Regions from separate parts of the Mus musculus genome. Here region 2 is linked to region 1. Evidence: chromatin contacts called from public Hi-C data. All regions are on one chromosome and are shown on one strand. Each heading gives the region's core, a stretch centred on a gene start, on an enhancer-like site or on the middle of the called end of the contact. The rest is flanking DNA. Distances are from core to core; before and after follow the strand shown.

Region 1 (5,268 bases), core at 968-3,467:
AAAGCCAGGGCACTGATCACTGGGTTAGAGGGAAAGAGCACTTCAGGTGAAGGGAACACAGGAAAAGCCAGGAAGGAGAGCTTGTAACTGTAAGGAAGGAGAGCTTGTAACTGTAAGGAGTCAAGGATTCAGAAATGTAGGTTGGATAAGAAGGTTTTCTGGGGGGATGGGCACAGCTGAGTATGAAAAGAAAACAACCAAGAGTCAAGAAAGTTCAAGAACTGCCAGGCAGTGGTGGCACATGCATGCTTTTAATCCTGACACTGATGGAGAAGGAGGGGGTGGAGGAGGGGGCAGAGGCAGGTAGATTTCTGAGTTTGAGGCCAGCCTGGTCTACAAAGTGAGTTCCAGGACAGCCAAGGCTATACAGAGAAAACATGTCTCAAAAAACGAAAAAAAAAAAAAAAAGAAAGAAAGAAAGAAAGAAAACAAACAAAACAAAACAAAAACAAAAACAAAAACAAAAAAAAAGATTTAAGAACCATGAAATTCATTAAAGGATTGAAGAAACAATTAGATCTGCATTAAATTCTTCCTGGAAAGCTAGGTGTGGTAGCTCACACTTTTAATCCCAGAACTCAGGAATTCACAGCTATATGGATCTTTGTGAATTCCAGGCCAGATCTACAGAGTTCCAGGACAGTTGAGCTACACATAGTAAGAGCCTGTTTTAAAACAACAACAACAACAACAACTGGCTCTTGGAACTGGCGCGTGCCTTTAATCCCAGCAACTGGGACAGATGGGACAGAAACAGCAGAAATTTTTATGAGTTTGAAGCCTGCCTGGTCTACAGTGAGCTCCAGACCAGCCATAGTTACAGAGCAAGACCTTGTCTCAATACATACATGTATACATTTAATTTTTTTTTCTCCTAGAACTGCAGTGTAAAGTCTTAGCTGAACTTAGCTGAAGGACAGGATAAAAGACAACATAGAACCAGACTCCTTAATAGCCTAGACAGGCAGGATTTAGATTAATGCCTGGGTGGAAGACGTTGTTAAAATGGTAGAATCTTTGCCTATCTTGCCTGTCATGCATAAAGCCCTAGGTTCTGCCCTCAACACAGTAGTACAAACCAGGTGTGTAGTGGTAACCCCAGAACTTGGGCGGGCTGTAGAGGCATGTGGATCAGGAAGTCAAGGTCCTCCTTACCACTACTAGCCTAACATGCACAAGGTCCTGGGCTCCATCCCCAACACTCCAAAATTAAATGGATGAATGAATAAATAAAAATAAGTAACTTGAATAAGATAATGCTCTCTTCTCTCAACTAAGCATTTGTTGTGGATTATAATATGTGAGGTAAAGAATCCCGAAAACAGCTGGGCGTGGTGGTGCACGCCTTTAATCCCAGTACTTGGTAGGCAGAGGCAGGCGGATTTCTGAGTTCGTGGCCAGCCTGGTCTACAGAGTAAGTTCCAGGACAGCCAGGCCTACACAGAGAAACCCTGCCTTGAAAAACCAAAAAAAAAAAAAAAAAAGAATCCCGAAAACATAACATCCGCTAAAAAATCAGATGCAGGGTGAGGGACTCATTCCCTTATCTCCATTCATAGTTGACACAAAGACATCTTGTTTTGATCAAATAGCACTGCCTGGTAATGGAGGAAAACGGATTTTATAAACCTCGTTTTCAAACCTCCGGTTCAGACAGACTAGACTGGAGTTGGCCACCCGTCTCTGGACCTAAGTCGGGTCAAGCATTTTCTAAACAAATAACAGAGAGGATACATGTGGCAAACCTCTTCAACAACAACAACAATAACAACCACTCAAGTTTGGATAGTATTCATTGTTACATGCATTTTCTGTGTGCTGGAGATTTAACCAAAAGCCTCATATGCTGCTCTGCTTCAGTGTCGGAGGCTTGTACCCCGGCGGGATCGCTGTCTACCAACTCATACCCGCAGAAGCCAGCAGCTAAAGTAAGGAGGCGTGGGTGCTCAAGACGCTGGGGGCGCGTACCTTGTAGCTGGTTCCCTGCCTGTCCTTCATGGTGGAGACCAGCAGGCAGGCGTGGCCGCCCGGCTCTGCTCTTGCCTCAGGCTGCAGCTCATTCCTGCCCGGGGCCTGGCACAGGCTCACCACCGCTCGCACGCCCTTGCCTCGGCTCTTGAGCCCTAAGGTTGGCAAATGACAGCTACGGACCTCCACCTCGCAGGGCAGCCTCATCTTGCAGCTAAGTCGCCCGCTGGCCCGCAGGCTTTAAAACTTGGCGCCTCCCGCCTGACAGGTCTGCCGGGGTCCTCGCGATAGAGGTGTCCATGGTGCGCCTAAACCCATCGGCTTTGTGGCTTCTCGGAGTCCCACTCCAGTTTCCACGTAGAATGGTGGAATGCCCATGTTTTAGCATTATTTAACTTTTAATGACAGAACCTCTGCGTGCTCCGGAGCGCCCGGAGGATTTGTCCTCTGTTTTCGGACAGGCGGCCGCCGAGGGCACCATGTCCTTAAGCTGGGGGCGTGGTAGGTGTGGGTGTGTGCTGCCCGTCCTGGTGTTTCCCGCGCCCTTTGCTAGAGGCCAGCGGACCCGGGGATGGGGATAGCTGGAAGGCTGGTGTCACCTTGTTTATAGACACACACCCCAGCGAGAAAGCATTCTTGTTGGGCATTGCAAGTCAGAGCGGAGCTTTAGGTGACAATAACTGGCAAGGCAATTCCTGTTGAGCAAACTTTACTTTGCAGCCATGGTCGGCCTTGGAAAGGCAGTGGAGACCCACATTCACGCCTCATTTACTGAGCCCGTGGCGGTGGGAGATACCCTGGAGGGTCCCCCACCCGGTCAGAGGAGAAGGGGAGTGAGGGGAGGGTTGTGGGAGGGGATGAGCGGGATGTAAAGTGAATATGTAAAAAAAAAAAAAAAAAAACACTGCACACATCGGGTTGTCTTACCTTCAATGTCCTCGGTATCAACTTTCAAGTAAAAGCTACGAAATTGCTCAGCGACACTTATTTATTTGTTTGTTTGTTTGTTTATTTGTGTATCTATCTATCTATCTATCTGACCCCGGGCTAGGGAAGCGCTTACTCTCAGGTGAAGTGGTGCATTAGAAAACCCCCTTGCCTTACCTTGTAGTAAACAATTAATACAAGTTACACACTTGCAATTGTGAAATGGCTTTCAGAAATACCAATTTTCAATTTAACCGTGGCAAAATTCAAAATTATGATTTAGCCTTCAACGGACATCCCTGTTTACATATAACATGGTGAATTGTATCCGTGTTGGTTTCACATCCTCAAAACCACGTATTCAGGAGATAGGCAAAGACAATCAATTTGCACCCCACCACAAAAAATTCTCTTACACATTCATATGTTTTTAGTTGCTTAACATTTTTTTCTCCAGGCATTGTCACCTAAAGCTCTGCTGGGACTTGACATATGCTCCCTGATAGAGCATCAAAACATTTATTTTATTTTATGTATTCATTTTTTGGTTTTTCGAGACAGGGTTTCTCTGTATAGCCCAGGCTGTCCTGGAACTCACTTTATAGATCAGGCTGGCCTCAAACTCAGAAATCCAGCTGCCTCTGACTCCCAAGTGCTGGGATTAAAGGCGTGCGCCACCACAGCCCGGCACATCAAAACATTAGCAGCATTCTCAGGCTTATGGAAAAATTATATTTAAGCAAACCAGAATTTTTCAAGGACCATTAGGCTTCATAAATTACCTATTTTCGGTATTTGGGTGGATAATAGTAGAGATCGAAAATAGAACACCTGGGCTGGTGAGATGGCTCAGTGGGTTAGAGCACCCGACTGCTCTTCCGAAGGTCCAGAGTTCAGATCCCAGCAGCCACATGGTGGCTCACAACCATCCGTAACAGGATCTGACTCCCTCTTCTGGAGTGTCTGAAGACAGCTACAGTGTACTTACATATAATAAATAAATAAATCTTTAAAAAAAAAAAAAAAAAAAGAAAGAAAATAGAACACCTTCCTAAAGTATTACAGTTGCATTAAATATACACTAGGTTCATTTGAGAGCTAGAATTTAAATCTTGCATGAAACTTGTAATTTTAACTACATGTTTCTGAAATGCAAAGCAGTCAAGAACATAAGGGTTTTGGTTCAGTAAGACATTAGGCAGCTTCAATATATGTAGTTTAGAGTCAATAGAGGTTTTAGGCTGAAACAATGGTATATACTGCCAAATATTTGTCAGACCCTCTCTCGAACACACTGGCCTTGGCATTGTACCTATAGTCTCCTGCATAGTAGGCAAGCAATTGTAAACTATACCCTCCCCGCCCCCACACCCAATATATTGTGTTTGAGGTTGACCTTGAACTCACAGAGATCTTCCTGCCTCTACCTATGAGTGCCGGGATTAAAGGTGTGCACCACCACACCTGGCACCAATTTTCCTTCTTGAGACATCCAATTACACCTAAAATTTCTGTATTTATTTTCCTGGGTTTCTGGCATAGAAGGCATCCAATTGATAATAAAATGAATTTCTCTGACTGCTTTTCTCATCTTTGCCCAGTAATCAACATCACTCACTGTGGTGTGTAGGAAATGGAGACGGAGGTCAGTTGACAGAGATTGGAAGTCCTTGCCAGCTTGAGCTTCAGATATCAAATAGAACACTCTGTTTGCCCAGAGACCAGAAGCCTTCCTGGCCTGGGCCTCATGGACCTAACAACAAGAGCAGACACAGCCCTGTGGTACAGACTTGGGAACGACACCCAGCTGTGTAAAAGGACCAGGACAGCTAGCTCATATCCTTTTTTAACTCAGCTCCCTGGCCCACTCCTGTAGAGACACTTCTGGAATTTTGGTTTCTTTAAATAAACAAACACGCAGGTCAGTGGTGGAGAATGCCTTTAATCCCAGCACTTGGGAGGCAGAGGCAGGTAGATTTCTGAGTTCAAGGCCAACCTGATCTACAGAGTGAGTTCCAGGACAGCCAAGGCTACTCAGAGAAATCCTGTCTCAAAATACAAACAAAGAAAACACAGAAATAGGGCTGGGGAGATGGCTCAGAGGTTAAGAGCACTGGTTGCTCTTCCAGAGGACCTGGGTCCAATTCTCATCACCCACACTGCGACTCAAAACACCTGTAATGAGATCTGGTACCCTCTTCTGGGCTGCAAGCATACATGCTAGCAGAATGCTGTGCACATAATAAATAAAGACAAACAAAAAAAAACCTCACAAAAATATTAGAAGAATATACTTTCATTTTAATGTCAGGTGTAGGGATATGGGGCTGTTTCAGACTGTTTGCAGCGGCTGACTACGATTTGCCTTGTGCT
Region 2 (5,085 bases), core at 80-2,579, 970 kb before region 1:
TTGCGAGAGTTCATGACACTATGCTGTTTGGCTACATAGACTTTGCAGCTGCTAGGATCACAAGCCAAACCAACCTCTCTCCGATACCTGATGTCTAGCATATGGTCAAGGCGACACAAGAGGACAAACATAATATATATATTCAGTGTTATAAGATATATAACTATGATATTCAGTGTTATAAGAATTCTCATTTTAAAGTTAGGTAACTTGCCCATAGTCCGAAATGTAGTTTAAGACCTGGCATTTGAGCCCAGGCTGTCTGCCTCCAGCACGCCCCTGGAACACTCTCCACATCAGCCCCCCTGCCTCCACTGTGCCCCAGACACTGCAGGCTCCTCGCCTTATGACACAGTGCAGTTGTCCCTAGAGAAACACAGAGATCGGTTCCCATGGAGACAAGATTCTGCAGATGCTTGAGCCCCCTTATATCAAATTAATATCAGTTGTATGCAAACCTACAAACATCCCCTCTTCATACTTTAAATTGTACCTTATAATACAATGTAAGTGTGTATGCAGATAGGTGTTGTGTTATAGTTTCTATAAAATATCAACAAGAAAGTATACCTATACATATACCTATACATATACCTATACATATACCTATACCTATACCTATACCTATACCTATACCTATACCTATACCTATACCTATACCTATACCTATACATGTGTGTATACATGTACATATACAAAAATATGCATATATATATATATATTTGTACATGTCTGTATTTCCAATTCAGCACATATAAAACCCTTAAAGACCTATCTGTTTCAAACAAGACCCTTGATTGAACCTGTGGTCGTAAAGTCATAAATACATAAAGCTAATTGTGTCTATTTGGCCAGGTTTCCTGTCCCTTGCTTCTCATAGACGCGTGAGACTGGGGCTGCTTGGCTGTTCTCCACTGTATGCTTAGCCCGGAGAACAGCGCCAGTACACAATAAGGATGTGGTAAACCTTGATGTTTTCTTAAGCTCTTTAATGCGCCGTCTCACAAGAAGTAATCTGTTTAAGAAGCTGAAAAGGAAAGCGAAAATAAAAGGAGGAAACACACGTCGCAGTCACTGAAGGAGAAATGAACTTCTGAAGACATCTTGATAATACAGCTTGTGGGGTGACTTGTTATCCCTCGTGGGTCAGCTCAGGGTGACTGTTCAGAGCTGCCTGGGACAGTGAGTGTGTTCAGGTGGTCTTGAGTGTCCAGCCAAGGCCTGAGATTTGTAATGTGAACTAGCAGCCAACTGCAGGATTGTGTGATACACCCACCCCTAGTGTAAGGACCAATGAGAACAGACAGATGGCTGGACCCAAAATGAGAATGTGTTGAGACAGGGGCAAGGACGTAGTTCCTGGTGGTGAATGTGTCCTGAGTGACAAGAGCATCTGGGGCTCTGAGACAGGCAGAACTGATGGCACCCTGGGACGATTGGAGCCTGGAGAGGTGACACACAGGAGTGGAGATGGATATGAAGCCCAGGGCAGGGTGGAATTTCAGAGTTCAAGGTTCCAGAGGTGAGGGCGTTCTGGGCACTGACAATGCCTTGTAACCGGATAGGGGAGATGGGTGGCAAGTGTGTGGAGTCTAGGACGAGGTCTGGGAAGTGAGAAAATCCGATACTGTGTGTTGTGGGTTCCAGTGTGTAGGTTTATCAGATCAAACTGCAAACGAAAGCCTGGTCACTCACATGGTTTTCAAATATCACCTTCTCCGCAGCTCACGTCTCATCAGAAATGCGCTCTTTAGGGTGACTCTAAAACAGAAGCCCACTTGAAAGCTACAAACCGGGATACTGGCATCACCTCCACCCAGGGGGTTCATAAAAGTAAGAGCTGTCAGTCTTACATCACGAAGGTCTGGTTCCGTCTCAGAGATCCTTTGCAATGAAATTCTATGTCAGCCAGCTTTTGTTTCACTGCTGCGATAGAACAGCTGGCGTAAACAAAGGAAAGGAAGATTCATTTTAATTCATGGTTCCAGGTTGTCTGTCTACCACGGTAGGGAGGGGAAGTCATGGCAAACAGGACACAGCGAGAATGAGAGTCGAGCACTAGGGACCAGGTGTGTTCCTGGTGACCTACCTCCTCCTGCCAGGCCCCAGTGTTTCCACTACCTCCTAAAACAGCTCTAACAATAGCTGGGCACTAAGTGTTCAGCAGACAAGCCTGGAGATGAGATCTCATAGTCAAACCATAATATCCTGCCTCTGGCCCCTGGAGACACATCACCATCTTGCAATGCAAAATGCGCATAGCCCATTTCTAAAAGTCCCCCAAAATGAACAGTTTGAGCACTATTTAAAAGTATTAAGTTGAAATCTCTGAGACTCAAGGTAAACTCTGTAAGCCCCTGCCAAGTCAAGTCCTGTACTTCTAACAGAAGACAATACCTAGTAAGGATTCTCAATCGATAAGGGAGAAGACGAGAAAGAGTGGTCAGATCAAAAAGCGAGACTGCAACCCAATGGGGGCAAACAGTAAATCTTACAGCCCCATGTATGGCATCTGGCATGTTGTCAGCTCAAACAAACTTGGGCAGTCCCTTTTGTATGATCTTATTGGTTGCAGCCCACGTGACCTCCCTCTTGGCCTGGCTTCTTGTTGACTATAGCTTTTCTGGGCAGCTGTTCCTCGTTCTTGGGAGCTCCAGCATCATAGCGTCTCCGTCACAGCCCAGGTTTCACCTTCACAAGTGCACACAGCTCCCTTTCGGGTGCTACCTGTGAAGATTCTGACCTTGTCATACCCGTTGCCTGACCTTCGGGCTCTTTCCTGAAATCTGAGCGGATGCCTCTTTAGCCTGTGATTCTTGGCGCTCTGCATGACTGCAAAACCATCAACACACGGGCAGTGCTCAAGGTCCGCAGCCGCTTGGGCAGCCGTGTTGGTCTCCGAGTGCCCGTGCAGCTCGGTGAAGTGAATCCTGGGAGACAGCTTTCAGGCAGTTCTCTGTGGGACCAAGGCGCTCCAGAGGCTTTTGGTCTCAAGTTGAGTTTTCTTTTCAGTTGAGTTTACCCTTTCACGCCCTTGAGCCTGCTAAAGATGGGTCTGCCAGTTTCTGGCATGCCCTCAAGGTGCCTTTCCTATAGGAATGATAGAAAATGCTTTGCTATTCTTAGTGGCACCAATCTCTTCAGAAGCCAGGCCTTCCTTAGCTGCAGCTTTCCACTTTGCACGTTTCTTTTTTTTCTTTTCTTTTCTTTTCTTTTCTTTTCTTTTCTTTTCTTTTCTTTTCTTTTCTTTTCTTTCCTTCCTTCCTTCCTTCCTTTCTTTCTTTCTTTCTTTCTTTCTTTCTTTCTTTCTTTCTTTTTTTTTCCAAGACAGGGTTTCTCTATATAGCTTTAGTTGTCCTGGAACTCACTTTGTAGACCAGGCTGGCCTCGAACTCAGAAATCCACCTGCCTCTGCCTCCCGAGTGTTGGGGATTAAAGGCGTGCGCCACCACACCCGGCTTACTTTGCATGTTTCTTAACGAACTACAAGTTATTTAAGTTTTTTCTCTCTAATTATTTTTGTCTGTTCTCAATGTAAACTTGGCCAATGGCAGTCTGTAATAACCAGGCCACTCCCTGAATATGAGCAATGTTGAAATTTCTTCTACTGCCACCTTGTTTAAACTCAGCCTTCCACAGTTTTTGGACATGGACAAAAGGTAGACAAATTCTTTGTTATAATATGATATGAACGGTCTCTGGTTTCCAAGACAGCCCTTGTTCCAATCTGAAACTTGTTGAGTTGTTGTTGTTGTTGTTGTTGTTGTTGTTGTTGGTGGTGGTGGTGGTGATGGTAGTAGTAGTAGTGTGTGTATGTGTGTGTGTGTGTGTGTACGTGTGTGTGTGCATATGCATGCATGTATGCATGCATTCCTGCATGCATCCAGGTGTTGGTTTGAGTATTGCATCTTAAGACAGGGTCTCTAGTATCCTATACTGGCCTCAAACTCACTATGTACCTGAGAATGGCCTTGACCTCCTGATCTTTCTGCCTCTAGTATCAAGGTGATAAAATTATTGGTATTGTCACTGTGTTTAATGGCATTGTGGTACATTAAGCTCCTGTTGACATTATCATTACATTCCTTAAAGTGTTCTAGGCTTCTGCCACTCATGGTGTTCTAGGTTTCCACCACTCATGGCATTCTAAGCTTCAGCCACTCACACAGTGTTCTAGGCTTCTCATTCACAGTGTCCTTGGCTTCTGCTACTGACAGTGTTCTAGGCTTCCACCACTCATAGTGTCTGTATTAGTCAGGGTTTTACTGCTGTGAACAGACACCATGACCAAGGCAAGTCTTATAAAAACAACATTTCACTGGGGCTGGCTTACAGGTTCAGAGGTTCAATCCATTATCATCAAGGTGGGAGCATGGCAGCATCCAGGCAGGCATGGTGCAGGCAGAGCTGAAAGTTCTATGTCTTCCTCCAAAGGCTGCTAGTGGAAGACGGACTTCCAGGCAAGTAGGGTGAGTATCTTATGCCCACACCCACAGTGACACACCTATTCCAACCAGGTCACACCTATTCCAACAAGGCCACCTCTCCAAACGGTGCCTCTCCCTGGTCCAAGAATATACAAACCATCACAGTGTTCTAGACTTCTGCCACTCAGTGTTCTAGGCTTTCTCTACCCACTGTCTTCTAGGCTTCACCAGAATAATTAGAATTCAAACTTTTCCAAACTTGTATGAAGCCCAGCCGCACAGACTTCTGGACCAGCTCAGGCTTGTTCAGAGAATCGCTGCAACCACCCTCCTTCAGTACTGATTTCCTATATTTATCATGTACATTTTTGTGATCAAACATAAAAAATAAAAAAGAAAGAAAGAAAAACAAGGGAAAATGGTGGCTTAGGATCATCACCAGTGATTTTATTAACTTGTTAGAGAGCACGGTGAGAGACTGACATCATAGGCAGGAAGCAGGAAAAAAAGAAGGCACCAAGGACCAAGCATAACTCGAAATGGAGAAGTCTTTTTTTATTGGATATTTTATTACATTTCATATGTTATCCTCTTTCCTGCTCCCGGCCCCCCAATCTGCCTATCCCACTCCCCCTCCTCCTGTTTCTATGAGGGTGAT

Evidence for each region. A called contact is a pair of places that touch in the nucleus more often than the background predicts.
Region 2: a Hi-C map of CD4 T cells shows a contact between it and region 1, with 4 times the contacts expected there. The contact joins the enhancer-like site here to the promoter of Lrr1 in region 1. A contact is called at or near these places in 1 of 484 Hi-C or Micro-C datasets (CD4 T cells), 2 of 115 datasets of contacts at active chromatin or transcription factors (bone marrow-derived macrophages and memory CD8 T cells) and 1 of 9 other capture datasets (adipose tissue).

The regions. Positions count from the first base shown.
Region 1 is chr12:69,165,763-69,171,030 of GRCm38.p6, reverse strand. It overlaps Lrr1 (leucine rich repeat protein 1), which reads right to left and starts at 2,217. Exons shown (of 4, transcript NM_001081406.2): 1 at 1,969-2,217. The coding sequence starts at 2,175.
Region 2 is chr12:70,132,540-70,137,624 of GRCm38.p6, reverse strand. No RefSeq gene overlaps it. Among named protein-coding and RNA genes, the nearest start is that of Abhd12b, 19 kb to the left of the region's middle. Within about 2 kb of position 1,329, at least 140 of the 459 cell types and tissues checked have an H3K27ac peak or open chromatin away from gene starts, as enhancers often do. A contact at or near this core is called in adipose tissue, bone marrow-derived macrophages and memory CD8 T cells, where this site is marked.